2 separate regions of the Arachis hypogaea genome follow, and region 2 is linked to region 1. The links are chromatin contacts, called in public Hi-C maps. All regions are on one chromosome and are shown on one strand. The core of a region is the stretch at or near the end of the contact, and the rest is flanking DNA. Distances in the headings are between cores, read along the strand shown.

Region 1 (4,790 bases), core at 1,451-3,950:
TAATTTTTTTCCACTTTGCATTATTGAATTAGTAAGCATAAGATATTTTAAAAATATCATGACATATACTTCGGTTTGAATTTAAGAAAATGATGCTGCTGATGGGAGTGCTACGAAATGGATTTGATAAATAGTTTAGATTGAGAAATTTGACTAATGAGGACATGAAATAATGACCATGAACATATATATATATATATATATATATATATGATGGCTTTCAGACCGAGTAAAGGGTAAAGGAAACAAAACCTAGTCAAATTCGTCCGGTTTGGATTAGAAATTAAAACCTTTAATAGTTTAGAGTCATTATCACACACATACCGTGAGATCGATAGATTCAATTTAAGTTATTATCATTATTTATTCATTAGTAAATAAAATATAACTCAAATAAAAAAAAGGTGGGGGAAGGTGTGACACCAAAACCCCTAATATTATAGTATATATATAATTTGAATATCATCAATCATTGTGAAATTAGTTAAAAGGTAAATATATGTTTGAGAAAAAATTATAAACGATCTCTCATAATTATTTTAAAAGATAATAAAATTTTTGACAAAAAAATATTTAATTCGATCCTTAAATTTTATTTTTATAGGACTAATTAATTTTTGTACTGAAAAAATTAATATTATTTTTTTTAACACAAGAATTAATCAATCCCAAAAATTATTCCTAGGATCAAATTGAATAAGTCAAATTTTTAATAATAAAAAGACTAAAATATTGTTATACATAATAATAATAATATTAATAATAATTCTTCATTTAAACAGGTTAGTTGCATTCTATAGATTATTATAAGAATTTAATTTTAATACAGAGTAATTAGTTTTATACGCTTATTTAATTACGTAACATTATATTAATAAAAATAACTATTTTTTTTATATTAATCGCATGAATAATTATAAAAAAAGATATATATAATTATAAGATAACTTAAAACGTTTTATACCCATCAAAATTAAACTCTTTATTATAATAGATTGAGCGATGAGTGTTATTTTGTCTTGACGGATGGGTCATGAATGAACGACGATGCAAATTAAAATGATGACTTCTGACTCATTCTTCTTCCTACCATTCACCTTCTAGCTGATGAGGTAGTGTTGGCATGGCTACACAGTCAAACTCAACCTTAACGATGAAGCAACAACAAAATCATGTGCATATCTCATTCTCATGAGAAATCATTTTCACGAGAAATTACTTTATTAACTCTTGACTTTTAATGTTATCCAATAATTAATTTAATTCATAAATTAAATATATTTGATCCCTTAACTTTATACTCATGAATCAAATTAGTTATTTTGTTATCAATGTATTTAACAAAATAATTGTATGTATATATAGTTAAAAGATCAAATTGCATTGCCTCTCCTACTCTTAATGTTATGTAAGCTAACTTGAAAATTGTCACAATAACAGTTATATATAACTAGTCATATAAATATTATATTAATTAAATTGGTGATAAAAGAACCAATACTTAACTTATGATTATAAATATTAGAAATTAAACTTAAAATGTTTCAAAATTAAAAGACCATTATAAAAATTTGAAATTAAGCTGAAAATATTTAAGACTTAAAAGGCCAAATTGATTATCGCAAAAATTTAGGACCAAATAAATTCTTATCAGTCATCTTCCATTACAGCTAGGTCAACTTAGGCCTATTTAAAATTATTATTATTTATACATATTTTTTTCTAAAATGTTATATGTAAAGTTTGAATTCTAAACCTTTAAATTAAAAATTATATTATATATCATTTATCTCAAAGATTTTTATTAAATATAAGAAACAAATTGTTTGCATTTTATTAGATCTTAGGCCATTTAAATTTTTATTTGTTAACAGATTCGTTAACCAGTTTAAAATAGACTTTTGAAAAAGTTAGTTTTATGCATTAAAAAAAACCTTGAATATATTATAAATCAAATTTAGACTGAATAACTATAGCAGAAATAGATTTAGATCTTTTAAATTTTGGATTTTATTTTAGAAAATAAAATATAACTTTTTACTATTTATTTCATAAATGGGATAAAAAAATATAAGAAAAAAAATATTCAAAAATAAAAATTACACTTTATTTTCTAAATTAAAAATCCATAATTTAAAAAATTTAAATTTAATAAATATATAATGTTTTAATAATAAAAATCTGACCTCACCTCACCTATTTTCATCTGTAATTACAATGAAATTAATAAAATTAATGCATGGATATATTAATAAGGATACTGATACATTCAATTTAAACAAAAATCTTCAATGAATGTATCATAAATATTTTAAAAAATTTAACTTTTAGGTTTTTAATAATTTTTTATGTCAAACATTTTAATGAAGCAAAATCATATATATAAAGAAAAATAAAGATTAAGAGTAGTTAATTGAAAATTTCACTACTCCACGTAAATAAATCAAATAATAATAATAATAATATCATAAGATATTTAATTTTCTTAATAAGCTAAAATGTAAACAAAAACAAGCAGCTATTCAATAATTTATCCACAACAAATATCATATCATAATTCAATCTTGAGACACATTTTATCTTTTATATATTTAGGTAATGGATTGAAGTATTAAGAAAAAGAGTAATGGGGGATGGATATCTCCATAGCGTATTATTATAGTGGCTAGTAGGACTGTGGGAATTTTAAAGTATGGCCCAGCACAAGCAATATTACATGTTCACTACTAAGTATTAAATGATATTCGTACTATATCACATAACATACATACCTCATACCACAAAAATATCCAATACTATTTATGAATATTTAAGATGCCGATATGTCTAACGAACTAGGACATTACAATGGACTAAATTCATCGGAGTAATTTGTTTTATCTATTTAAATAGGTAAATTTTTTTCTAAAATTAAATTCATTTAAATTTTAAACTATACGAATTAAGTTTGATTAATCTAAAAAAATGACAGATTAAATGACATAATCCGCGGGCAAGAAAATGGGCCATTTATTTTTTTAATACTTTTATTAAAAAAAATACTTTTAGTTGATATTTTTTTTTATCCGATTCAAAAATTCGATTTAATAACTAAAAAAAAATTATTTATTTAAATTTTTTTTACCTAAAAATAATATTTTTTGTTAAAATATTTTTTAAAAAATAAAATAAAAAAATGAACAGACCAATTTATTTAATCCATCAAACTAACCATAAACAGTCTAAATTAAAAAATTATATCATACCAATAAAATAAGCTTAAACAAACCAACTTATTTAATCCACGAACTTAAACGAATTAGACTTAAATGTGCTAGACTAACTCATTTGACAAACCTATCTAATATTGAGATTATTATTTTTTTAAGTTATTCGTACAAACTCGACTCTAAGCGAAAGAAAAACAAAAGATTTGTAATTTATTTCTTTTTATATTATCATCAAAGATGGACCAATATTTACATGTGTTTTCAGTCACAACAAATACAATTTAAAATATACCAAACATAACACATTAAAACACCTCACAATCTCACATCAAACATGCAATACATCAATAAGTTCATAAGAAAAATATTACACACAATTATTTTAAGTCACAACAAATTTTTTAATAAATAAAATAAATTTATTATTTATTGATAATATTATATATATATATATATATATATATTGCTTTTTTTAAAACAGAAAGCTTAGAAAATTAGTTTTAATTAATTTTAGATAATTTTTATGGTAAAATTATTTCTTTTACCTTCATTCTTTTAGATTTTATGGTTTAATATTTAACATACATTTAGAGTTAAAATTTATAATTAAAAAATTAGTTACTATCAACTTAAAAAAATAATTTTTTACTTAAACTATTTTTAAAAGTATTGATACTATTAGCGAGATAATTAAGTAATAAATAAGAAAATATAATTATTTTTAAAAAATAATTATGTTAAATGTATATTAAAATTGGTTATTAAGATAGAATACATATTAAAATATAAAATATACATTAAAAATGAGTTAAACAACACATGTATTTACATACAAATATATGATGGTTAATTTTAATATACAAATAATATTTTTATGAGTTAAACTTCAAATGTATTTATACAAAAATAGATAGTGTTCCGGGGCTTATCTAGAACCGGACGGTGGTTGAGCTTATTTGTGAGGCCCACGCGTTGGAGGAGTGTGGTCTCCGACTTGGTTTACGTTTGGGAGCCGCCTCCGAGTTGTGTATGTGAAAGAATGGGGGGTGGTACCTGCAAAGACACTCCGATGCCTAAGTCAGCAAGGGTATAAGCAGGTCTAGAGAGTATTGGGACTTGGAGATACCTGAGGGGTATCAGGGTATTTATAGTGGTGAACCAATAACCACCGCTGAAGTAGTTCCACCTTGTAAGGTAGATAACCATTCCTTTATCTTAGGGAGGTTGAGATATGGCTTCTAGAAGTGGGTAGAGAGATTTTAGGGGCAGTTACTCATTTGAATGAGTGATTATCTGCCAGCTAATCTTCGTTCCCGACTTCTTTAGAGTTAGTCGTGATAGGAACCGACTTCATAGGGAGGAGGTCGGTACAAGGCAAAGCTCAACCTTTTTGGGTTGGGCCTTTTGTTGGGACCTGGCCCTTATCGTTGGAGCAGGGTATGAACAGTGCCCCTACTCGAGCCCAATTTCCTTTAAGATTTGGATTCGAGTATTCTACTCGGGGTCGTAACCGACTTGTGAGGGAACCGACGTGATTCGTCTGCAACCGACGTGAATTTCCGTGACTTTTGATTTTTACAG
Region 2 (4,790 bases), core at 1,570-4,069, 34 kb after region 1:
ACAAAGAAAAAATGCTCTTACACTATATTTGATTTGATACAAAATGAGCGAAAAGAAAATGAATAAAAAATAGTATTTTTTTTGTTTGATTATCAAAGAAAATAGAGAGGAAAAATTTTTTGTGTAGATCCCACTAAAAAAATTTTCTTTCCATCACAAGCAAAAAAAAAGATAGAAAATGCTATATTTTTTTGTTTTTTTAATACTATCCTTAATTTTTTTATCAAAAAAATATTTCATTAATGTAATTAAATAAAATGAACGGTCTACTATGGACTACACACAGGAAGCAAATTTGGAAAAGATCCAACAAAGACTATGATGTAATTGAATTACATTAATTGGGTAACTTTCCTAATTCCTCGATAGAAACTCCGTTCTCCTCTCTCTCGCGAAGAACACCGTGTCCAGTTCATCTTCTTCATCTCCTCTGCATGGATCGGCGAGCCGCTTTAACACACATCTAAGGTGTCCTCTGTTCTTTATTGAAGACCAATTCATTCCTTACTTTCCAGATCTGCCAGCACAAGTTCACTGTCAGCTCTATATCATTTGAATAGTTGTGGTTTCTATGTCTGGTTGCTTGTATTGCTCCCATGGTTCCGTTTGTTGTGCAGAAACTTCAAACTCTGCGAGCCTCCATACTTCCACTGAGTTCGGACAGTAAAAAATGCAATGACCGACTGATTCTTCTTCCGTTTGGTAGCGAATACACATCGGGTTAAAATTTTTGAAATGCATCTTTTGGTTGACTGGTAAGTCTTCATGAGCCATCTTTTAGATAAAATTGTTGACTCTAGGTTGGCTTTTCATCTTTCATATGCTCATCCAAAGCTTTTGCTGCTTGCATCGATCAGGGAGGAACTCCGCAGGAGGGTGGTAGAAGAGGAATGCTACTTGGTAACCTGACGCTATAGAATATCCACCGTTGTTGGTCCGCATCTAAGTTAGTTTATCATCGCCTTCATAGATAGGAGTATTGATGATTGCTTCAGTGATTTCTGGTTGAAAAAATTTTGCTATTTTAACCTGGTTCCAAGTTTTGTTAGATAAAATTAGTTTTGAGACCCACTGAAAAATTTTATCAGTGTTTTAGTTAGAAATAGGTATAATTGCAATGTAGTCATTGACCCATGAATCTATATAAATGTTCACCATATTTTTCCTACCAATTTTTCATATTAGTCTTTTTTTCAGGACTTTCCTGCCTTTCAAGACGCTTCTCCAGTCCCATGATGGGTTATTCCCTGTCTCTGCTCTCAAGAAACTTGTAAACCTGTAGACTTAGCTTTATGTCCTTTCTTCTTATCCTTCCGTGGTTTCGGCTTATTCGGTTGAGGTTGTTTTGTCAGTCCTATACTCTTCTAGAAAGATATTTTCAGAATTGAAATTTGGTATATCACACCTAGTTGAATGATCGAAAGGAAAGGCGCCGTTGAGGCGCAGAAAGCTATGGAAGCTTGCTTACCTAAACCATTAGGGGGATACAGAAGCTAGGTTTGATTTCTGCCCCCTTTTTTGTGGATCATTCGGCGGTTACCAGATGATGGGATGAAAAACGAAAAGAGCGCTATCGGCAATATGGTTGTAATGTTCCAAATCTTAAGACTATAATGGGGGTGTTGTTAATTGGTCGCGTTCGAGTCTACGGAATCTGGTTTTTTTTTAATAAGTATTTTTTGTTTGTAACCCAGCAGCTTTTTCTTTCCCGTGTTAGGAGGCGCTATCTAGGTACCAATTAGTTTCTTTTTTACATCCTACAGGCCCAGCTTCTTCTGAGAAGTTCGCCAGCAAAGAAGTCTATTCCCTTGGATTCTATTTGAATTTCTTACCACTGGGGATTCTCCTATCGTCACTGTAGGAACATACTGAGGCTAAAGTAGCCGCAGTCTTTGTCTTTGAGTAAGTTGTTATTGAGCTCATATTTGTTCCTGTAGACTTTATTAAGCAGTGAATTCGATTTAGTAAGTATCATCTAACCTTGTTTTGCAAGCATTGCAAGGTTGAAAGCCTTTAGGTCATTGAAATTTAGTCCTCCTTGATTTCTGGATCTACATGTAATTTGCTAACTTACTCATTGCATCTTTCGCTTTCTATTTTTTTGTCCCCACCAAAACTGTAAAATAGTGCGCTGCAATTCCTCTAGAAAGTATTCAACAATCAAAAACAGCTCAGAGTATAAATAGGAACTATTGTAGCCACTGTCTTTATCAAAATCTTTCTACCACTAGGAGAAAATAGGACTCGTTTCTATTGTTGGAATTTCTGACGGACATTATTTTTAATATAGTTGAAAGTAGTTCTCTAAATAACTGTCAGTAACTCCAAATACTTATTTTGATTTTCAATATGTGAAACCATAATATAAATACTACCCTTAATTATATTATTATTAACAATTATTAATATAAATTTAGTTTTAATATATTATTATAATAAAGATTTATATTTAAACATTATATGTATTAAATAAATAATTTAAATAATATATAAAATTATAATATTTTATAATATTTATAAAATGTAATAAAATGTCAATAAATAAAAATATTTATACTTTATTTTATGATAAAGATATTAATATAAATTTATACTATTGTAATTTTTTTTCTCTATCTTCTTTTTATTTATTTTCTATTTATTTAAATAATACACGAATAATTAAACTTTTTCTTTGATTTTGTTTTCTCGTATTTTCTTTGTCAACGTCCAAACAAAGTGTTAGTCTCCATATGCAATTACCTAGGTTGTTAAGCTACTTACGCAATAAATAACGGAGACACTTAAATAAATCCAAAATCGAATGCAGCCAAACACCAAAACACATGCAACAAAAATCGCTGAGATTTTCCCGTAACGCCGCGAGTGTTACTGCCCTCTGCACTCTGCAGATGAATTTACCAATTTGCCCCAAACCAAACTTAGCTCAGCGTCAGCAATGAAGCATATACTTTTAACCATGTTAAAGCCACGTGTCAGGATATGATTGAATGGCGCTGCGAAGTGGATCCCTCTCCGCTGTTGTTCGAGCCTACTATATAGTTTCCTTTGGTCGCAGAAAGTGAACCCCATTTCGCAAAATCGAAAGCGAAGAAGAAGAAAAATCATGGCGTCTTCAAAGCTTCAAGCTCTATGGAATCACCCAGCTGGTCCCAAAACTAGTGAGTTACCTCATTCGTTCTTCCTTTCGTACTCGGTATTTTTTTTCTATACTTTCTTTTAGTCTTGTTTATTTTCGTCTATCGATGAGTTTTCTATTCGATTCGGTTCTTCGAATCTTCATTCCATAGCACATAAACTTCTAAATCGCAATCTGTTTCCAATTTTTATTCTTGAAGCTATAGGATATGACTAGCTGAAAATTCCTGATTTATTGGAAGGTCAAATGGACTCGCAGATTTTTATGATCAATTTTTTACCTTTTATTTTATTTTATTGAGAGGGTAAACATTATGTCTAAGTGTTCACGGTCAATAGTCTTAAATTAATCCTTTTTTGGGGATATATTTTTCGAATTGCTGGGATTCGTTTATTTTATTTGTTTAGGTTCCATTTCAGTTTACTTCAGCCTTTTTTATTTTTGGGTATTTTGTCCAAATCTAATTGAATGCGATGAATTTCAAGTTTTCATTCCTTGGGAGTTCTATTACATCATGAAATTGGTGGTTAAGCGAAGAAAAGTAGAAGAAAATTGTTGGGGATTTGACAGATGAAGGTAGCATAATGAGGCATTATGGAGAAACAAGTTAATTTTAGATTTATTCATGTTATACTTTTATGCAAATGTTGTGACCTGGATGTTCCTAATCTACCCGAGGATAGATAGATTCAGATCTTTAGCCATTGAGATAAAATGTATTGTAATTTATTGATCAACATTCGTCTGTGTATTCATGAATTGGTTAAAATAATATGATCAGAGGTGGCTTGCTGTTCTTGTAGTGAAATTTAAAGATCACTCACAAAGAGCACCAAAGGGATTATAATTTTCAGTAGAAAGTCATTCTTTCTGCTCTTCCACCTTGTTATCTCTCATTTGGTTGCATTGAACCACTGTTGCTATTGAGCGTTAAAATGAAAATTGGCTACCCTTTGCAATGCTTAAAAAACTCGTTTCACTTATTATGCAGTTCACTTCTGGGCACCAACATTTAAGTGGGGTATCAGCATTGCCAATATTGCCGATTTTGCAAAACCACCTGAGAAAATTTCCTATCCTCAGCAAATAGGTAAGGGATACATATTTACAATATCATTTACTGTTATATATTATGGACATAAATATGCAGCATGCTGCATGCATGTCTGAATTCCCTAGAAGGCACAAACATGCAGAAGTTTAAGATTTATACAGAATTATGAGTAATCATATCCATTTTTCTTTCTTTTTTTTTTTTTCTTGTTCAGCAATCAGCTTTTGCAGATACATTACCATGCATTAGATTTTATTTATATCTGTGCTGATTCCTGTTATCTTCCCCAGCTGTTACTGCTACTGGAGTTATCTGGTCACGTTACAGCACTGTTATCACTCCAGTAAGCTTCTTTTTTCCCCCTCAAAAGAAGGATTGCTTCAACATGTATTTGTGGCCTACTACATGGATCTTCTTTTTTCAAGCAAAATGTTATCAGTTGGCTATATTCTGCTTTGCAGTTGCATACCTCTCTTTGAATGTTGCAAGAGCATGACATACAAATTTGACTTAAATCGTTCTATAACATCAATTAGGATATGCCCATGGTAGTTCTAACTTCTAATGTGCAATTTAGGAGAACATAAAATTCCTGTT

Evidence for each region. Hi-C and Micro-C count contacts between places; a contact is called where the count stands out from the background.
Region 2: a contact with region 1 is called in a Hi-C map of leaf, with 2.6 times the contacts expected there. The contact joins the promoter of LOC112795971 here to the enhancer-like site in region 1. A contact is called at or near these places in 2 of 8 Hi-C or Micro-C datasets (leaf and an unstated tissue).

The regions. Positions count from the first base shown.
Region 1 is chr4:5,597,596-5,602,385 of arahy.Tifrunner.gnm2.J5K5, forward strand. No RefSeq gene overlaps it. Among protein-coding and RNA genes, the nearest start is that of LOC112795969, 18 kb to the right of the region's middle. Within about 2 kb of position 2,701, at least 1 of the 3 cell types and tissues checked has open chromatin away from gene starts, as enhancers often do.
Region 2 is chr4:5,630,980-5,635,769 of arahy.Tifrunner.gnm2.J5K5, forward strand. It overlaps LOC112795971 (mitochondrial pyruvate carrier 4), which reads left to right and starts at 2,820. Exons shown (of 5, transcript XM_025838199.3): 1 at 2,820-3,161; 2 at 4,131-4,229; 3 at 4,484-4,536. The coding sequence starts at 3,107.